2 separate regions of the Mus musculus genome follow, and region 2 is linked to region 1. A link is a contact called in public HiChIP or PLAC-seq data. All regions are on one chromosome and are shown on one strand. Each heading gives the region's core, a stretch centred on a gene start, on an enhancer-like site or on the middle of the called end of the contact. The rest is flanking DNA. Distances are from core to core; before and after follow the strand shown. Region 1 has its middle 23 kb from the start of Gm40109. Region 2 overlaps Slc22a15 (solute carrier family 22 (organic anion/cation transporter), member 15).

Region 1 (4,154 bases), core at 1,025-3,524:
ACTCGGGCTGATCAGATGCTGAGGCAGGGCATGTGATGTTTGGAGGGTTTAAACAGGACTCCTCGGTTGCTGGTACAGCTAGCTGTGCAAAGCTTGTGGGTCTCCCATCTTTGCTGATCTTTGCTTTCCTGAGAGAGGCACAGCTGAGAAGGGCTCCTGGTGTCCTTGCTGGTCCCTCCTGCTGATTCCAGCCAAGGCTGAGGCCTGGCTGTCTCTGCTAGGTGGTGTCACTGCTGTTGCTAACCCAACTCTACTGAACTGGGCTGCTGGTGTAGCCATCTGCCGCTACCTGCCAATGTTTGAACTGAACTGCCGATTTCCAAACAACATAGATAGGAGTTGCTCCAAAGAACCTTTCTAAAACAGGTCCACTTCCCCACCCCCCTCCCCGAATTCTTTCTTTTCCACTACCTCTGGTGGGTAGTGGGCTACAAGGGAGGTTAAGAGTTTAAGAATCATCATTAAAAATAAGGTTTGAAAAAATTAAAGTTACATGCCACCCAGGTCCCCTTTTCTCCCCAGGTTTCTTTGGTCGTGGTGTTCCATCACAGCAATAGTAACCCTAACTAAGACATGTTTGTCCTGCCTCAGATGTGCCCCCATAAAGCCACAATGAACACAGAATTAGTGAGCCCAGAACCACGGCTCCTGAGGAGTATAGGGTTAGAGTCCTCCCAGGAACCTCTGATCAAAGCATATTCATTAGCCACCCCCTGAGCCCCAACAGCTCTGTTTCATGCTTCTGTTTAAAGATGGATAATCTTGATTATCAACTTGATGGGATTTCAGTCACCATGGAAACAAACTCTGGGTCTGTCTAAGGCAGAATATCCATCCATACAGGCTTATAAGAAAATCTACCCTGAAGCTGGCACAGTCCTGAGAACGTGTGTGTGTGTGTGTGTGTGTGTGTGTGTGTGTGTGTGTGTGTCTCAGAGTGAGTGAAAAGGAGAGAGCAAGTTAAGCAGCATTCATCTCTCCCTGCTTCCTGGCTGTCTGAGGTTGCTAAGTAACCAGCTGCTTCACCCAGACACCATGCCTTCCTCACCATGACAGACTGCGTCCTTGAATTGTCAGTCAGAGCAAACCCCTCCTTCTTCTTGAAGTTACTCTTATCAGATATCTTGTCATAGCAATGAGAAAAGCAACTCAAACACACATACTGTTGATTTACTAGTAATGAGCTCACAGCCTACCACACACTATAGCTATCACTTGGATAAAGCTTGGCTAACACATACGCTTTCTTAGTAACACATCATAGCCTTCTTGCAGTTAGGGACTAGCCATGCTTCAGTACCACACAAAGGAACTTTTTAGAATCACAAAATCATAAACATATAAAAAGCATGGCACTAAATAAATTGACTGTAACCTCAATGGTTGCTAACACAACAGCTAAGGGGGCTGGGGAGATGGCTCAGAGGTTAAGAGCACTGACTGCTCTTCTAGAGGTCCTGAGTTCAAATTCCCAGCAACCACATGGTGGCTCACAACCATTTGTAATGGGATCTGATGTCCTCTTCTGGTGTGTCTGAAGACAGCTACAGTGTACTCATGTACATAAAATAAATAAATCCTTTTAAAAAGCACATACAAATCTTATCAAGGGGGCAAATTTCAAGTAGGAACCCTGCTGGTGGTGTGTGTGTGTGTGTGTGTGTGTGTGTGTGTGTGTGTGAATGCAGGTACCTGTATAGGCCAGAAGAGGGCATCAGATCCCCTGGGGTTGGAGCTAACAGGCAGCTGTGAGGTGCCTAACACAGGTACTGGTAACCAAACTTAGGTCCTCTGAAAGATTAGTATGTGCTCTTAACTGCTGATCCATCTCTCTGGCCCCCAGTATATGTGGCTTGTTTGTTTTGTTTTGCAACTAGGTCTTGCTGTGTAGCCCAGGCTGGTCTCAGTAGTAACACCCCTGCCTCAGTCTCTCCAGGGTTGGGGTAGCAGCAGTCTCTATTCTGATGAGCCAGGCTAGTTCCATTTCTTTCCTTGCACTGTGTACTCAGGGCACAGGCCGCTGTTTACAACTGCTCTGTTACTTGTCGTTGTAACCAGGGTTTTTCTGTTTTTAAAAGGTGCAAACGCTTCTTAAGAAAATTAATTTCAAACTTAAACTTGACTTTTCAAAGGCTGGGAAATAAACGTCTCAAAGAAGAATTTAAAGTTTGACGGTTTAGGCAGTTGAAAAGAAACAAAAGCTTTTTTTGTCTTCTTTGTTGTCTGGAGTTGCCAGGTCCCTCCGCAGAGCACAGAGCGTCGTTGGTGCTTTGAGTCTCGGAGTCCTTTGTAGGCTTGGGGACCCAGCCTGGTGACCTGGGACTGAATCCAATGCCTCCCTGTGGCTGTGGTCTGTTTCAACACATACTCTGCTTCCTACCTGAAGCCAGACTCTGCCAAGGACCCCTTCTCTCCTGCCTGCCACCCGCTGCACTTCCTTGGGATGGAAGGATGGTGAAGGCACAGGGATGACGGAGCTGTACGGAGTTGGATGCTGACTTGAAGCGTGTCGTGAGTAAGCTGATGCTGTTTCCCCAGCATCTCCGTCCCCTTGGAGCACTAGAGGCAGCCATGCATCGTGAACAACTGGTGACCTGGTCTCAGCCTGCCCTTCCCTGCTGACCAGGAACCCCCTAGGTCTTAGAAGACATCAATCAGGATGAAAAGGGGAGGGGCAGGTGATTCACACCAGCCATCACCAAAGAGAAATTGCCAGACTAGTTCTCCTCCACAGGAAACCCTGCAGAGTACACTCTCCATGAGGTAGCGAGTGACATCTAAGACTCATGTCACTTCCCTTTGGGATCCTACAATCAGATTCACGAACCAGATTTCAGCTTCCTCAAGCATGCCATTTCTATATAGTGCCCACATGTGATGACTTAATACAATCCTGTCTTTATATTCTTATTTATTTATTATTATATGTAAGTACACTGTAGCTGTCTTTAAACACACCAGAAGAGGGTGCCACATCTCATTATGGATGGTTGTGAGCCACCATGTGGTTGCTGGGATTTGAACTCAGGACCTTTGGAAGAGCAGTCAGTGCTCTTACCCGCTGAGCCATCTCACCAGCCCCCTGTCTTTATATTTTAAGTCTACATTTTAGTTAGACTGACATGGTGGCATATGCTTTTAATTCTATCACTCGGGAGGCAGAGGCAGGGGAATTTCTATGAGTTTGAGGCCAGTCTGGTTTTTATGGTGAATTTGAGGCCAGCTAAGACTACATAGTAAGATATTGCCCCTAGAACAGAATAACAACAACAACAATCACACACACACACACACACACACACACACACACACACACACACATCTGAAGATGATAGACACATTTCGAATGCTTGGTGCATGGTGGTGCATGGCGTACAGTCCATCAGGGCAAAGATCTCTGCTTGCCAGTTTGAATAGGGGCTATTTGGGAGGACTAGTACTTGAAAGTAATTTCCCAAGGTACTGTTTCCATATTACAAGCTATAAGTAGCTCAAAGAGCCCCCTTGGTAAGCAGTATCCGCCTGTTGGCTCTCCACTAAACAGTGTTAGAGAAGACAATTGAAAAAGTTTTACCCAAGGAGTAAAATGTTTTGGAGGACAAATTTCTAAATATATTTTTAAAAAGAGGTTATTTTTTTATGTGTATGAGTGTTTAGCTTGCATGTATATTAAGTACACCATATGCATGCAGTGCCTGCAGAGGCCAGAAGAGGGCGTTGGATCCCTTGGAACTGTAGTTAGAGGCAGCTTTGAGCCAACCTGTGTGCTGGGAACTAAACCTTGGTCTTCTGAAAGAGCAGTCAAGAGCACTTAACCAAGTAAGCCAGAGGAAGGCAGAGCTCATCGGAGCTGGCCTACATGGCTGGATGCAGAGACTGCTGAAAGGCACCTCAATCCCCAAGGTCTCTGTCACTAGCCTCTGGGGTCCCCTCAACTCTCCCCAGGTTGTGTGTCACGTCTGTAGCATTATGGTGCACTTCACAGGTGTCTTTCTGGGAGGAACAGCTCATTAAACCACTTCATGAGCCAATGTCTCCTGAGATCTGGCATCTGGCCAGCACAGACTGCACCCGGTGCCTGGAGCTGAAGAAAAGTATGTGTGCCCTCATGAGCATGTCTCTATGCCTCTTATTAATAGTTAATTGTTCTAGAA
Region 2 (4,154 bases), core at 1,203-3,702, 380 kb after region 1:
AGTCACCCGCCAGTGCCCCAGATACTATACTCTTCTTGTATTTTGTGTTCATGCTGAGAATTGAAGAACATCTCCCTTGCTCTGGAGCCGCTGAAGACCAGAAGCCATGCTGTGGCTGTGGTTTCAACACAGCATCTGAAACTGAAGCACGGTAGCTTTGAACATTCTTGTCACTTTTAAGGTTAAAAATTAAGGTTAATGTTCTCCCCCAAATTTTTCTCAGACTGGTGTTGGACTTGTTAGTTACGACTCTTGTCAGCTCAAAGGGGAAATTCTTATTTAAACTCCATGTGTTTATTTATTCATTGATTTCCATGTATTTAGGTATTTTAGGTAGTTAGTAGTATGATACCTTATGACTTTTCAGACATCCTTACTGTTTCTTTAAAGATGCTTTTAACAGACTATCTGTACAAGCAAAATAGGCTACCTACCAAGTAAGACTTCTGTGGCTTTGTACCATCAATACTCATTAGCAGCCATCATAGGGAATAAAATTCATCTTTACAAAGGCAGAGAAATAATTATTAAACTGTGCTTAGAGGACTACCCAGGGAGAAGAAAAATGTAATAATTTATCCAACAAGAGCAGCTGACAGCCAACCGGGCCTTATTACTTGCCACGTAATTCACCCTGTGGTCTGTCCTTCTACCTCTAGGCTGGGAATTACCTGGAGTTCACTTGCTTAGCCAGAAGCGGCAGGAACTTCAGCAGCAGCAGGGAATGAATAAAAAGCCATGGCCCTGCTTCTTCTGCAGCTAGACTGACGGATGCACTTTCTAACTTCTAGTACCAAATTTTCTCTGATGGGTTATTGTAGCTCTTTGTATTCTATATTAACTGTATCCCCTCAAAACTGTTTGCACAAGAGGGTCTGCATGTAGCTTCTGGGGACCTGCCCCCAGTTAACTGTGATTGGTAATTAAAGATGCCAGCAGCTAATAGTTGGGGAGACAAGAAAGAGGATTGGGGTTTCCAGGGCTTGGGACCTGGAGGAGGAGGAAGAGCAGAGCAGCACTGCCTGAGAGTGAGGGCCAGAGAGGCAGAGCTACCGTGTAAAGGTCAGGGGCAGCCAAGATGGAACATAGGAACTAGTAAGTAGTAACTTGGAATTATCGGTGGGAGGTAGAGTCTAACACCATGGAGGGTAGGCAGTTGACCAGCTATTGTGCTCCTTAAAGCATATTAAAATATAAAGGTTGTGTGTGTGTCTTTCATTTGGGAACAAAAACCATTGAGGTGGGAAACAACCTTGTGTAGGGATATATTAAAAATAATACTCCTACAGGTTACATTATATAAAAAGAGTTCAATAACATTTATATATATATATATATAAAATTTATATATATATACATATATATATATATAAATTTACTGCTTTATTTTAAATACTTTATTTGACAAGAATCAAGAGTTTCTGGAAGTCCTTTTCTTCCTCTCCTAAGGAGAGCTGACCTCCATTTCCCAGAGAGGAGAGCAGCAGGACTTCGTGCTTTGGAGTGTGGGACACCCTTTACTGGAATTTGCGGATATGATGTCGCAGGGAGTTCTATAATCTTTCTGACAGCTAGACACAGGATCACCTATGGGGTCTTCACAGCATCCCGGCCAGGCATGTTCCTCATACTGGTAGAAACAGCTCCTCCATACCCAAGGGCACAAAGGAAAAATTATTTAACAGTGGAACAGACCAGTACAGTAAAAGCCCAGACAACACAGAGGAGTCCAGGAACATAGCTGGAGGCAAAGAATGCAGGCTTGCACAGTTTCCAGGGGCATCTACAGAGCACCTTTCTACTCTGTGTGCTTTCTACTCCCAAGAGATTAGCAGACACAGAAATCCTAAACACACAGCCGTTTCCCTGGTCGGGGCGTGATCGATTGATCGATTGCCCACATGTGGACTCCTGGCTTATATGCCATTTGAGAGTGTTCAAGTTTTGTGAGAGACAGGTTATGATTCATTTGGAAATCCACGGAAGCACTCAATGAAAACCCACCATTTTCTTAAAAAACAAAAAACCCTCCACCCTGCCTTTTAAATAACCAGTAGAGGCTGATGCAGGGCAGAGTCCAGCCCTGGTGTGCTGTGCATGTCCCTTGTTGCACACTGACGACACTGTGAGAGACTCTCCCCTCTTAAGTCATTTACAAAGTGCTTAGCGTGTCACTTGCTCGCCACCCTCAGTCTGTAAAGTTTCCTCGTTGGCTGGGCATGATTTTGAAGTTATTGCTGATGCTAGAATCTCACAAAGAAAAACAGTCCCCAAATGCATCCAAGTGGGGGAAAAAAATCGCATGACGCAAGCGTCAAAGGGAGCTTCCCTGCCACAGCCAGCCCTCTGATGAGAAATGCTCCGCTAATTCTGCCCTTTATTAGTGAATGAGCACAGACTAAAGGCACAAGCTGCACCAGCAACCAATGAGCTGGGAACCAGCCAATGAGCTGATGGGAAGCTGGGAGCTCTGTACACATCAACCTGCACCAGAAGATTCCTGGTGGGGGAGAAGCAAGTGACAGGGATGCTTGCTAGGAAGATGACATCTCGGGGAAGGTCTGGCTAACCCTAGTTAAAGTGCGAGCAGTTTCACACACCTGCTCTTAGGTCCCGAGGAAGGGTAGCAGCATGAGGCACCAGTCCTACAAGGTGGATCTGAGCTGTGCAGCCAGAGGCGTGGTGCTGAGCTCAGCCCCAGTCCCGAACAAGTCAGCAATGACTCCCTCAACGCAGCAAGTTCTCCCTTTTGGAATCTCTCCTCCACCGCCTCTCCCATCTGGAAAGCGTCAGTGTGGGCTGAATACATCTCTGGTGCTGAAGCTGAGGCACTAAGGATGATGGGGCTCTGCTTCTGGGCAGGAATGCGGGCTCTTCACTTGATCATCTGGGTCTCCTCATCTGCATCATAGAACTCTTCCTCCTCCTCACTCTCACTGCTGACCTTGTCCAGGGGCTGCAATGGCAAAGGAGATCTTGTAGAAGTGATCATGACAGGCCTTAATGAGAATTACCACCCAGGCACTCACAGTGCAATTTTGCTGTTGTTTTGAGACAGGGACCCATGCAGACCAAGTTAGCTTCCAATTTTCTAAGTAGCTGAGATCACCTTCTGATCTTCCTGTCTCTACCTCTCTAGTGCTAGGTTTACAGGGGTGTACCACCACACTCAGGTTTAGATGGTTCTGGGGATCAAACCCAAGGGCACCTAGATGGTTACAGCATGTGTCTCTATACCTGTGGAGGATCCAAGGTCTGTAGAGATAGCGCTTCCTCTCCTAACCTCCTATATGAGTACATTTGAAGATCAGAAAATGTCTCCAGCAAAGGGCTGTTCAGAGTCTCTGGCAATAGCAGGCTCAGGAGGCCTGAGGTCAGGCCTGTGGCTCCAAACACGATGAAGGGCAGAGACCACTGTACTTCCTTCTGTGGAGACAGGAAGTGGAACAAAACCAAACAAACCATTCAGCTTCTCAGCAGGTGACATCAACAGTTGGGTGATCAAGAACTGCCATGTTTACTGTCTAGTCAGCACCTTCCCACAAGAACACCACACACCATGTTTTCTTTGCTCTAAGATAGTTATCCAGGGAAGTCACATAATGTTTCTTCAGGCATTTAGTGATAGGTCTAAGTGAGCCAAAGGGCTAGACAAGAATATGGACGAGAAGCCTTGGGCCAACCATGTCAGACAAAGCATGGCCATGGCTCTCTGTTAGCATGGCAGGCTCACACTGGCAGAGTTCACAGGAACTCTCAAGTCCAGCTTCCACCTGAGGGAAAAGTCTGCCCCACACTGATCTCCACATTCTCTTCATATGAAGACGGCCCTGGACTATCTGCTGATAATAAACTTTGCAGTGGTCAAATGTGTTATAATGTTCATCATTGAGAGACCCAAGATTTAAAAAGTAGAACCCCTCCCCCCAAAAAGCCCCATGGCACACAGAGTTCATAAACTATTTGAGTTGAATATGGTGCAACTGCTTCAGAGATACAAAGAGCATCCTCAGAGAAAGTCGATGATGCCTTTCAATACACAGGCTCCCAACCATCATGGGCTGGCTCTATTGGTTAGGGTATTTCTTTTCAATGTCCTCTAGAAAAGCCCTTAAAGGCAGCATCAAAACCCACAGTGTAACTAATGCCTTAAT

The links. HiChIP or PLAC-seq counts read pairs in DNA pulled down with a chosen protein or histone mark.
Region 2: a contact with region 1 is called in an H3K27ac HiChIP or PLAC-seq map of double positive thymocytes, with 4 times the contacts expected there. The contact joins two enhancer-like sites. A contact is called at or near these places in 2 of 39 promoter capture datasets (liver and stem cell-derived epiblast-like cells), 3 of 115 datasets of contacts at active chromatin or transcription factors (bone marrow-derived dendritic cells, double positive thymocytes and embryonic stem cells) and 4 of 9 other capture datasets (adipose tissue, embryonic stem cells, liver and 1 more).

Annotation. Positions count from the first base shown.
Region 1 is chr3:101,482,532-101,486,685 of GRCm38.p6, forward strand. No RefSeq gene overlaps it. Among named protein-coding and RNA genes, the nearest start is that of Gm40109, 23 kb to the right of the region's middle. Within about 2 kb of position 2,275, at least 3 of the 459 cell types and tissues checked have an H3K27ac peak or open chromatin away from gene starts, as enhancers often do. A contact at or near this core is called in double positive thymocytes, where this site is marked.
Region 2 is chr3:101,857,564-101,861,717 of GRCm38.p6, forward strand. Slc22a15 (solute carrier family 22 (organic anion/cation transporter), member 15) reads right to left here. Exons shown (of 12, transcript NM_001039371.2): 11 at 3,238-3,426; 12 at 1-2,956. The coding sequence ends at 2,876. Among named protein-coding and RNA genes, the nearest start is that of Mab21l3, 23 kb to the left of the region's middle. Within about 2 kb of position 2,453, at least 15 of the 459 cell types and tissues checked have an H3K27ac peak or open chromatin away from gene starts, as enhancers often do. A contact at or near this core is called in double positive thymocytes, where this site is marked.